Linked DNA regions of Macaca mulatta: region 1 is linked to region 2. Evidence: chromatin contacts called from public Hi-C data. All regions are on one chromosome and are shown on one strand. The core of a region is the stretch at or near the end of the contact, and the rest is flanking DNA. Distances in the headings are between cores, read along the strand shown. Region 1 holds the start of KITLG (KIT ligand). Region 2 holds the start of CEP290 (centrosomal protein 290).

The links. A called contact is a pair of places that touch in the nucleus more often than the background predicts.
Region 1: a Hi-C map of fetal cortical plate shows a contact between it and region 2, with 2.2 times the contacts expected there. The contact joins the promoter of KITLG here to the promoter of CEP290 in region 2. A contact is called at or near these places in 3 of 14 Hi-C or Micro-C datasets (fetal cortex germinal zone, fetal cortical plate and liver).

The regions. Positions count from the first base shown.
Region 1 is chr11:95,819,704-95,824,789 of T2T-MMU8v2.0, forward strand. KITLG (KIT ligand) reads right to left here and starts at 3,476. Exons shown (of 9, transcript XM_077953220.1): 1 at 3,269-3,476. The coding sequence starts at 3,283. It overlaps LOC144332704 (a long non-coding RNA gene), which reads left to right and starts at 3,483. Exons shown (of 4, transcript XR_013400689.1): 1 at 3,483-3,615; 2 at 5,006-5,086.
Region 2 is chr11:95,386,561-95,391,760 of T2T-MMU8v2.0, forward strand. It overlaps CEP290 (centrosomal protein 290), which reads right to left and starts at 2,841. Exons shown (of 53, transcript XM_077953219.1): 1 at 2,667-2,841; 2 at 1,957-2,085; 3 at 248-317. The coding sequence starts at 2,058. It overlaps TMTC3 (transmembrane O-mannosyltransferase targeting cadherins 3), which reads left to right and starts at 3,056. Exons shown (of 14, transcript XM_015152434.3): 1 at 3,056-3,237.

The DNA.
Region 1 (5,086 bases), core at 2,226-4,725, 430 kb after region 2:
TTTAAAGTCTTGGCAGAATGTATCAATTAAAAGCTACATAAATTAGAATTATTCAAAGCATACATTCCAAATTGAGTGATCTTAAGGACAAGACTAAAAAAATGCTCTTTTCATAAATATGTTAATTTTCTTCTACAAAGTAAACTTGCATCGTCACCCACATGACAAACTTCATGCAGACATAAAAGAGAGATTTTCTTTGGAGTAGTGAAAACTAGCATTCTATTTGCTTATTCTCTGAGAGTTAGTATGCCTAAAATGGCCTTTTTACATTGTTTGCAAGATCAATGTTTCTTATCTCAGTATTTCTGAAATTGACAGCAGTTATGACACTTCTTACAAACCATCCCCAAACTAAAACGTAAGCAGAACACTGATAAATGTAACACCAGGTACATTAAGCTGATGGTACTTTTAACCAAATCTTAATCAGTGTTGCAAAATATGGTGCCTTGATTGTAGTCTAAAATGGTGTATCAGAATATTATGTTTAAAAAATAGTTACACATTGAAAGAGACATTTTTCTAAGCCCAAGCCACAATTACCTCTAGAAACTGTAAAACCACACAATCTGAATAAAATAAAATCAAACAGAAATCTGAAAAACTCAAAAGACATTCATTTCTGTAGAACTGTGATTAAATGTATTGTCACAATTGCTCCTCATGGCTATTGCCTGTGTCATTATATTCAAAATACTGAAGTGAACCACACATGCTAAATGAATGAATCATTCATCAAACCCCAAGTGGTTGTTGATGGAATTTTCACACTTATTTAGCTTGACTGAAAGGCCAGAATACCTGGAGCCTCCATGATTCTTGCAGAGCTGCGTGATTCAAATTAAAGTCCATTTTAAAATATTAGTTTTTTTTATATGTAGGAGAGTACAGAACCAGCTGCTTTATAATAGAACCATGGTATTGATGCCATGTTTATAAATGACTATTTAGTAAATATTAATACATACTCTTCCCTGGTGAGGATAACATTAGATTCAGAACAATCGATCCTACTTCTTAGTTTACAATTTACGTAGGCTACTTTCTATCCATGCAGCATTGCACAGAAAATGTCTTTTTAACTTTGGATTAGAAAATTTAACAATATGAAAGAAGATTTAATCCCCGCCCCCCATGTCTGCAGATTATTTTATTGATTTTGGGCTATTTCCAGTGTCCCCATTTTCAGTGACTGTGGAATTGCTAGAAGTATTCTTAAAGAAAACCTTGAAGGTCATTAGATCCTAGGCAATGAATGCCTTCATTCAACAAGGGCACTGCCCTCCTTTGCCTGCAAGGCGTTTAACATCAGTAAGTTCCCCCAAAGGGCCTGCACTTTAACTTGTGTGATGTGTGACCGAACAGGTCACATATCTAAAATACTTAGCTTTCTCAAATGTCTCTGGTCGGCAGCACTGAGTCACTTAATGCCACAGCCACAATGTTTCAGACTAGATTGACCTCTTTCTAGTTTTCAATGGAATTATTCCATGTAATCCGATTTACACAGCCATTTAATCAAAGCGAGAAAGGAGATTACAGAGCTCACATTTGTTTTGCAAAGCAAGGGTGCAAGGATCTTCAATCCTACTGCCTCTCAGAGTGTCTTGATAGTACATCCCCTGGCTTTGGAGTGTTGGACATTACCCTTATCTGTCTCTTGTGTTCTTCTTTAAATAGGAAGGTTTAGGCTCTTTTCCTGAACTAGGAGGTAGCAGCTTCTTCCCCCAGATCTCACCACTACCATTCATGGGAGCAGATGCTACTACAAAAAGGAATAGGTCTCTACCCTTCTTGTAATTCCGCAGAAAGCTCGTCTAAATCAAGAGATTACAATAAAACTTTTCTTTTGCAAGCATCTGTAACATTTGCATTTCGACAGCACTCTGTGGTGATTCCAGGTGTGGCGCTCAATGCCTTGCCTGAAAGCTAACCAGCTTGCAAGAGAGGGGAGAGGCACATGGCTTCTTTTCTCTTAGAGAGTGCTCTAGAGACTACGTAAGCCTGTTTCAGCCAGGCAATGTCCCTTTTCCCTGCCTTTTACCACATCGATACAAGGGGCTAGAGTCTTGCAACTTTCTTCCCAACGTGTACATTTGCAGGCCTAGATATCTGTTTAAAACATGATGCTAAGCAGGCCATTTGATAAAGCATTTTGAGCACATTGATGCCTTCAACCTAAACCAACGATGTGTACAAACACCCTGATTTCCTTTTTCCCCACCATTTCCACCCCTTCCACACATTTCAGGAACTGCAATCTCCGACAGAACCTCTGGGGGGTGAAAGGGCAACCCTTACCCAACCCGCGGCAGACAACACATAACAATTTCTAAGGGGGAGAAGTGAGAGCAGGTAAGAATCAACAATGGTGAAGAGAACTGTGGATAGGATAGGGGGCACCGTGGCGGCCCTTTCTAAAGGACGAACCAGGTATTTTCTTCAAAAAAAAAAAAAAAAAAAACACCACTAAAAAAAATCTAATTGTCCCCCGGGGCAGCGCTTTACCCACAGTGCTTTATGTATAACGCAGAATTTAGCAGCACTAGGAATTATCTCAATCACTATCATTTAGAGGTGCCTATTTTATAAAGAGCCTTTATCCCTGCTGAAATGGGAAAAGGTGCATGCATTGTGGAGGTACTACAGCTCTTTAGAGCCCATACAGAGCCGCAAACTAGGCAGACACCGCCGAGAGCCAAGTTTCCCGGGCGGGCCGGGCAGGTACCTGCCCCGCCGAGAGCTGCAGCTTAGGAGCTCCCCGTTGGCTTCGCTCCCCCGGCTGCACCCGCGTCCGTGCCGCTCCCGGTGACCGGCGCCCACCTCGGGGCTACGCAAATAAATCTGAGAGAGAGAGCCAGCGAGGGTGGCGCGTGGGGTGCTGTTTCATAATCTCCCAGAATCCACGGGAAAACCGTCTCCTATGCAAAGACATGCTTTCCCGTGATAACTTAAAATTCCACGGCCCAAAAGCCAATCTTTCCACCAGACGGGAATTGCGGTTTCCGACTGACAGCTCAAAACTTAACTGCGGAATCTCCAAACTTGACACCGGCTCCCTCTCAGCACTCCCAATCCTTTTCTCCCTGGCTCAGCGGGCTCGGGATCGTACACCACGCCGGCCTCCCCCTCACCCTCTTGGCTCACCCGGCAGGTACGGCCCTGCACGCCCCAGCTGCAGGTCCCAAGGCGCGCCGGCTTCCCCGGGGCACCGGGCACGATTTTTCTTGGCGAGCCTGGGAGCTCCCGGGCGCGCCCTACTCACTTGTGTCTTCTTCATAAGGAAAGGCAGCGCTGCGATCCAGCACAAGCAGTGGTGTGGCGACTCCGTTTAGCTGTTCTGGAGCTCCAGCATATTGCACGAACAGCGGCGGCAGATAGTCCACGCATTGGGTAGCCCGAGCGCAGCGCCCTCTCTACTGTCCGTGCTTCTTGCGGCGCTTCTAGTCTCGGCGCGAGGCGGCGAGCGAAGCCCGGCTGCTGAGCCGCCGGCGCTTTTATACAGTTCCCTCCCGCCTGCTCCGGACACGCCTCCTTCCCTTCCGGAGCCCCGGGTAGGCGAGAAGCAGGCAAGGGCGCGGAGGGAAGAATCGGGAAGGCGGCCAGAGCACGGTAAATGGCCCAGAAGTTGGGCAGATTAGGCCAACCTCGTCCCCTCGCCTGGGGGCCCCGGACCTGCACCGGCGGGAGGCCGCGAAGGCGCGGGGACGCAGAGGTCGAAGCTTGGTACCCTGCAGCTACTGCTCGCGACGAGTCCCAGCTCACCCTCCCGGATCCGACGGGGCTCACCTGGCACGCCTGGGGACAGACGAAATAACCTCGTGCGCCAGAGAGGGCTCGGAGCTCCCTCTTTTATAGAGTCGGAGAGGGAGAGGAGTCGGGGAGGTTCAGAGCAAAGAATTCACCCTGCCTGCCTTAGAGAAATAAAGTTTAATTGTGATCTGTAGTTAGGCCATTGTCCTATCACCTCTATTTTTTTTTTAAAAAAAAACAATTACTTTAGTGAATGAATATTTAATAATTACAAGAATTGTCGACTCAAGGTTAAGTTTTGCGAGGGGAGATGCTTCATTCGGAATGGTTTGTTACTATGTCTTTGGAAATTAAGATTGAAAGAGAAGCGATAGATTATTAAACTACAGGTCACCAACACAGCAAAGCTTTGAAAGTTGTACTTTTTTGAACGGAAAGATAATGCCACCACAGTAATAATAGCTAACATCATTATGTGATGCACTTATTCATGTACCAGGTGCCAGACTAAGAACTTCGCATAGATTATCTCATTAAATTCTTTCATCAAATCTATTAGTATAGATCTTATTATTTTATTCCCATTTTATGGACGATTAAATACAAGGTTAATTTTCTTGACCAACCATATCTAGTTAATGGCAGAGCTCTAATTTAAACCTGGAGCTCCAGCTGTACAGTCTTAAAAAATACTTAAAACAAATATTTTATTGATTTTCCAAAATGTGTCTGTTTTTGTTTGTATAACTGGAGAACATTCCAAAGCATGTCATTAATTTTTTAAAAGAAAATATTAGCTGAACATTAACATCAGTGATCTTTAAAAGAAGGAATGATGTATGAGTTTAGGAATTAGTTATTTTAATAATAGAGCAGGATTCCAAATTTGCTTTAATTAGTTCAGGTGCATTGGTTAAACACGAATATGCCAAACCTGTAATCAGGGCGAAGCTTATTTATTTCACTCCGGATGTGCTGACCTCTGTGATTTCCCCAAATGTGGGAAACTTGACTGCATAATTTAGTGGGGGACTGCGTTCTCACTTTCGCAGGTTAGAAAAAATATGTATAGACAGCACATCAATCATGATTCCAAGTTGATAGTTGCTTAGAAAGATTTTTATACATTAGGTACTCTTAGTACAAATATATCAAATATCAAAATGAGCTGCTTAATTTGGATACTGAAGGCATTGCAAATGATTGTTTTCTTTCTCTTTAAGATTTTTTTTTATTTTGTATTTTTTAGATGGAGTCTCTCTCTGTCTCCCAGGCTGAAGTGCAATGACGCAATCTCGGCTCACTGCAACCTTTGCCTCCCGGGTTCAAG
Region 2 (5,200 bases), core at 1,591-4,090:
ACTTTTACATAAATTTTAATAACAAAATTAATTCTTTTAAAAGAGTCCATCATGATTATAAGGTAACAAAAAGTATTATACGGCAGATCCATAAAACAGGAGTCTAGAAATATGTATTATTAAATAAATGTTATATATTAAAAATAAATTGAATATATACAGTTTATAGAATTTAATTTTCTACAGCTTAATGAACAAATGGAACTCATTATTTAATAACATAATAAACTTTTTCCAAGGTGCTTACCAAATTTTGCTTGTTCTTCTCCAGCTTTTTCTACTTCCTCCAAAGCCAGCTCTACTTCTTGAGCTTTCATCTAAACATTTAAAAAAAGTTTATTTCAATATGCCTTTAAACTGGAATGTAAGCACTGAAAATAAAAATTTTGTTTTCTTATGCTCATTAGTGCCAGCAATGGCTGGCACATGGAGACTTTCAGTAAATATTTGTTGAATGAATAAATAATTTTTTCTCTCCTTTTTTTTCGCTTTTGAAATAGGGCCTCACTTTGTCACCCAGGCTGGAGTGCAGTGGCACAATCTCAGCTTACTGCAACCTCTGCCTCCTGGGCTCAAGCAATCTTCCCATCTCAGTCTCCTGAGTAGCTGGGACTACAGGTGCATGCCATTATGCTCAGCGTGCCATCATGCTCGGCATGCCATCATGCTTGGTGTGCCATCATGCTCAGCAAATTTTTTCGTAGAGGCAAGGTCTCACTATATTATCCAGGCTGGTCTCCAACTCCCAGCCTCAGGCAATCCTCCTGCCTTGGCCTCCCAAAGTGCTGGGATTATAGACGTGAGCCACCATGCCAGGCAATTTTCTTACTTAAGACGACAATTTCTAGATTTTTAATAGCATGAAACATTTTTGATTCTCCCTTTTACCTCAAGTCCTCAAGTCTTATATCCAGTAAAGCAACATATCTCTTTGTAATGTTTTTCCACTACTTTTTTTCTGTTCCAATTGCTATTATTCTAATGCATAATTTCAGGTTTAAACTCCTCTATAATGTGATGTTTGCAAAGCTCCGATTTCCTTCAGTTTGTCCTATATAATAGACTCAGTTTTGCCTTCCTAAGGCCTATTTTTGTACCTATCAACTGTGGTTCGAAAACGCCTTCTCAATTGCTGACAGCATAAAATACACCTTTAATGACCTCAAGAACCTATCTCAAAGTACCTACCCAAGATTTGTTTTCTCTACAGCCTGCTACAAACTTGCTGCACCGCATTTCCTCAAATGTAAAGAATAAACTTATTTCCTATCCTCAATATTTATTTATGGTAACCAACAGCTCTAGAATTCCCTTACTATCTTACCACTGCATTACCTTCCACTTACCTAAAACTACTCCTCAGTATTCATCCTCTGTGAAGTCTTCTGACACCTCTTAGATCACTTCCCCTCTTAACAAATCCCTATAGCAGTCATTGTCTGCATTTGTCATTTGGACCTCAGGATATATTTCCTTATGTTATTTTTCAACATACTCATTCTATTTCCCCTACATACCCTTTTAGAAACTTTAAGTAGAAACTAGCAATGTTTTACATACTAAAATACTTAATCTACATTTAAATATATTGCACTTTTGAGGGGTGATGTAGATATTACCAAGTATTTTCACAAAGATTACTTTATATAAGAACAGATTTTTATAGTTCCTCTAATAGCCAAACCTATCATTAAAACCTACTACATACAAACCTTCATTAGTGACTGAGTAATTCTGAAAAGGTGTATCACATTTTCTTGCTTTTCACTTTTTAGCTCATTTACTTCCACCTAAGTAAACAGAAAAGCAACTGTTTTATATTTTATAACCTTTAAGCAAAATATAAGAACTCTTCCAGATTGTGACAATTAATAGTTGTTTCTGAAAAAAAAATTCATATTTTATTAATAATCATAAGTTAATGTATATATCTATTATTATTGACCAAGTAAGCACCTTGGATAAGGAAATCAATAAATTATCTGCCAGTTCTTCTTGACGGGGCAGGTCATCTGGGTCAACTTTCATTATTTCTTTCCAGTTTATATTAGGTGGCATCTTGAATTCTTTCACTGTGCTCCACCTCTGTAACAAAACAGGTGGATATTAGCATTTTCAAGGTACACAGCATTATTGGTTTTCTAATAGCCTACATTTTTTGCAGATTATTTCATTATAACTTTCTTATGTTAGCAAAGAACTATGCCTTAGCCACAAAACAGACAAGTGGGCAAAATAGCCTTGATCAAAAATAGCAGTCGGCACAAACTGTCAGAGAGTGTACCGGCTAAATAAAATGTGACGGCTTCCTTGCTAACACTAATATAAGTTAGGACTAAGATTTCTGGGTCCCTTCCTCCACACCGCCTACCCACAACGCGCGCGAACACCCTAATCTTGGCAAGCGCGAGGGTCTGTGGAAGGCTGACAATGATCCTTGATTTGGAGAAGCAGAATTGGGGCTGGAAAAAAAAAAAAAAAAAGAAGCAGAAATTAACAATTGGAATGAGTGAAGTTGTGCGGCGGAAACCGGAACCGAAGTAAGGCAGGATTACGGACCCGAGGCTGGAAGGGACGGGGTAGCTGCGCTGCGGCACACGGGCCCTAAGGCTAAAGAACCTGAACGTGGAGTGACTCGCTGATCCTGCTTACAGGGATCCACCCACCTACACCAAGCCTGGCAACCAGCGGAGGTCCCTCACTACCACAACCACCAAGCTGGACAGATCCCTATCGCGGTTCCACGCGGACTCTGGGTCCAGCCAAATGGTCCCCAAGGAAGCCAAAGCGGCAGCGGCTGCTAAGCGACACCATCCCTAACTCCGCCGGGGCCAGAAGAAGATCCCGGATGCAAAGAGAGCCTACAATTCACGACCGTGGGTGATGCTTTACGTTTAGATTCTCCGCCGGAGTCCCAGGACTCGGTGTTCAGGATGATGAGAAGGCGTGGAACGAGGACTCCAAATCCCAGAGTGCAGATGTGCCTGAGGTTTGTGCATGCTGGGAACTGAAGTCCCTGAGAAGAGGAGATAAGGCGCTCCCGGCGTGCAACGCGGAAGGCTGCGACGGTACCGGGGCGGCGGGGAAGGACCGAGAGGCGGGAGGCGCAGTGGCTGAGGCGCCTACGAGCTGGTGGCCTGAACGAGGTAGACCATGACTGTGGCTTTAGTGGCGTCACTCGCTGGGCCGCTCTTCATGAGGTTTTCCTAAGCCATCCCCTGGCGGAACCGCTTCCAGGTGAGGTCGAGCTGTGGGTCAGCGTATCAGGAGGAGTTGAGGGCAGCAGTCTGGGTTAGAGAAGCTTCTGCTATTGGGGCCGTAGGGCCTGGCCCCATTCTGAAAAAGTGGAAACACCCTGCCTTCTCTTCAGGCGTTTGCAGGCGGCGTCCAAGGTAGTGCCTTCTGTAAGAAGGAAAAAACAAAAAGTTTTAGCCTTGTTTAGTATCAGAATCTTTCTTGGTAGAGTGAGAGCCGCGCAGCCGTGATCCTCGTTTGGGGGCGAGCGAAGAATTGACAAGAGGTCTCGGCATCCTCTGACCCCGCCAGCCTTACCTGTAGCACCATTCCCTTCGCAGATGGTGGGACTTGATGGTTGTGGAGCTAGTATAAAGGGAAGGCTCTAGAGAGGAGAGGTTAGTGCTTGTCCGGGCCACTGCCGGGGGTGGAGAGAGAAGGTACCCGAGGACTCACCTGTACTATTGTCACTGCTTGGTTACCTAGGGTGTCCTTCCATGAAAGCGCCTTCTCTGGTGTTTACCACGCTTACTTGTGCAAGTTTTGCTCATCTGCTCATAGCCATACTGGAGTGCGATACACCTCTAACTAACTTTCCTAAGAAGCTGTAGATTTAAATCTAAATGACATTTCCAACTATCTGTACCAGTGCTTCTCATCTTTCTTTTTTTTTTTTTTTAACGCTGCTTTAAAAAAAATTTTACTATACTTGATGGTAAATTTTCCTTTCGAAAATAAGTAATGAATTTCTTTTTAAACTCCCAATTTGGGTAAAATAAATAGCTCAGTACAAAATAAAAATATACTGGTTTTGTGAGATAAATTTTAAAGACATTAGTTAGATTTATAGGAATGACAATTTTACTACTTTTCTGAAAGATTTTATGCCAAATACTATTCATTATCTTGTTTATTCTTCCTTACAATCCAGTGAAATAGGTGCTTACGTTGTCCTCATTTTCCATCTAAGTTAAGAAACTGAGGTTTGGAGAAGCTAAGTACTCTAACTTAAATAGTGTGATTGAACACAGATCTCTCTGGCTGGAGGACATATTCTTAACTTCTATACACCTCCTCAGACATTCTGGGAAACCAGTATTTGTGAAGTGCTTGTGCCTCAATCTTGCTGTTTTTATTAAATGTTATATTTTAATTTTGTACGTGTTTACTCAATTAATTTGAATTAAATATTCTTCATGTTCAGTGTTCTTAATTCATAATTTAACATGAGATGATGTTTCTGGAAAGGGGTTCTGATCCAGACCCCAGGAGAGGGCTCTTGTATCTTGTCAAGAAAGAACTGGAGGTGCACACATCCCCATTGGAGGTGCTAGACTAAGGATTCTTATAGTTATTTCTTGATTATATGATAAACAAGGGGTGGGTTATTCATGAGTTTTCTGGGAAGAGGGTAGGCAATTCCTAGATCTGAGTGTTCCTCCCCTTTTTAGACCATATAGAGTAACTTCTTCACATTGCCATGGCATCTGTAAACTGTCATAGCGCTGGTGGGAGTGTCTTTTAGGATGCTAATGCATTATAATTAGTGTATAATGAGCAGTGAGAACTACCAGACGTCTCACCTTTCTCGCCATCTTGGTTTTGATGGGATTTGGCTGGCTTCTTTACTGCATGCTGTTTTATCAGCAAAGTTTTTATGACCTATACCTTGTGCCAACCTCCTATCTCATCCTGTGACTTAGAATGACTGATATCCTGAGAATGCAGCCCAGTAGTTCTCACCTTTATTTTACCCAGCCCCTATTCAAGATGGAGTTGTTCTGGTTCAAATACCTCTGACAATGGTAGGAATGAAATTTAATAGTTATTGAGCACATGTTATGTCATACGCTATGCTTACTACTGCGTGTTTATTTTCATAATAGAAATCTGTTTACTGTAACACCTTGTTTTTCTTATTGTTTTTTCATTCATTACAACTTATTTTTATGTATTCACTTATAAG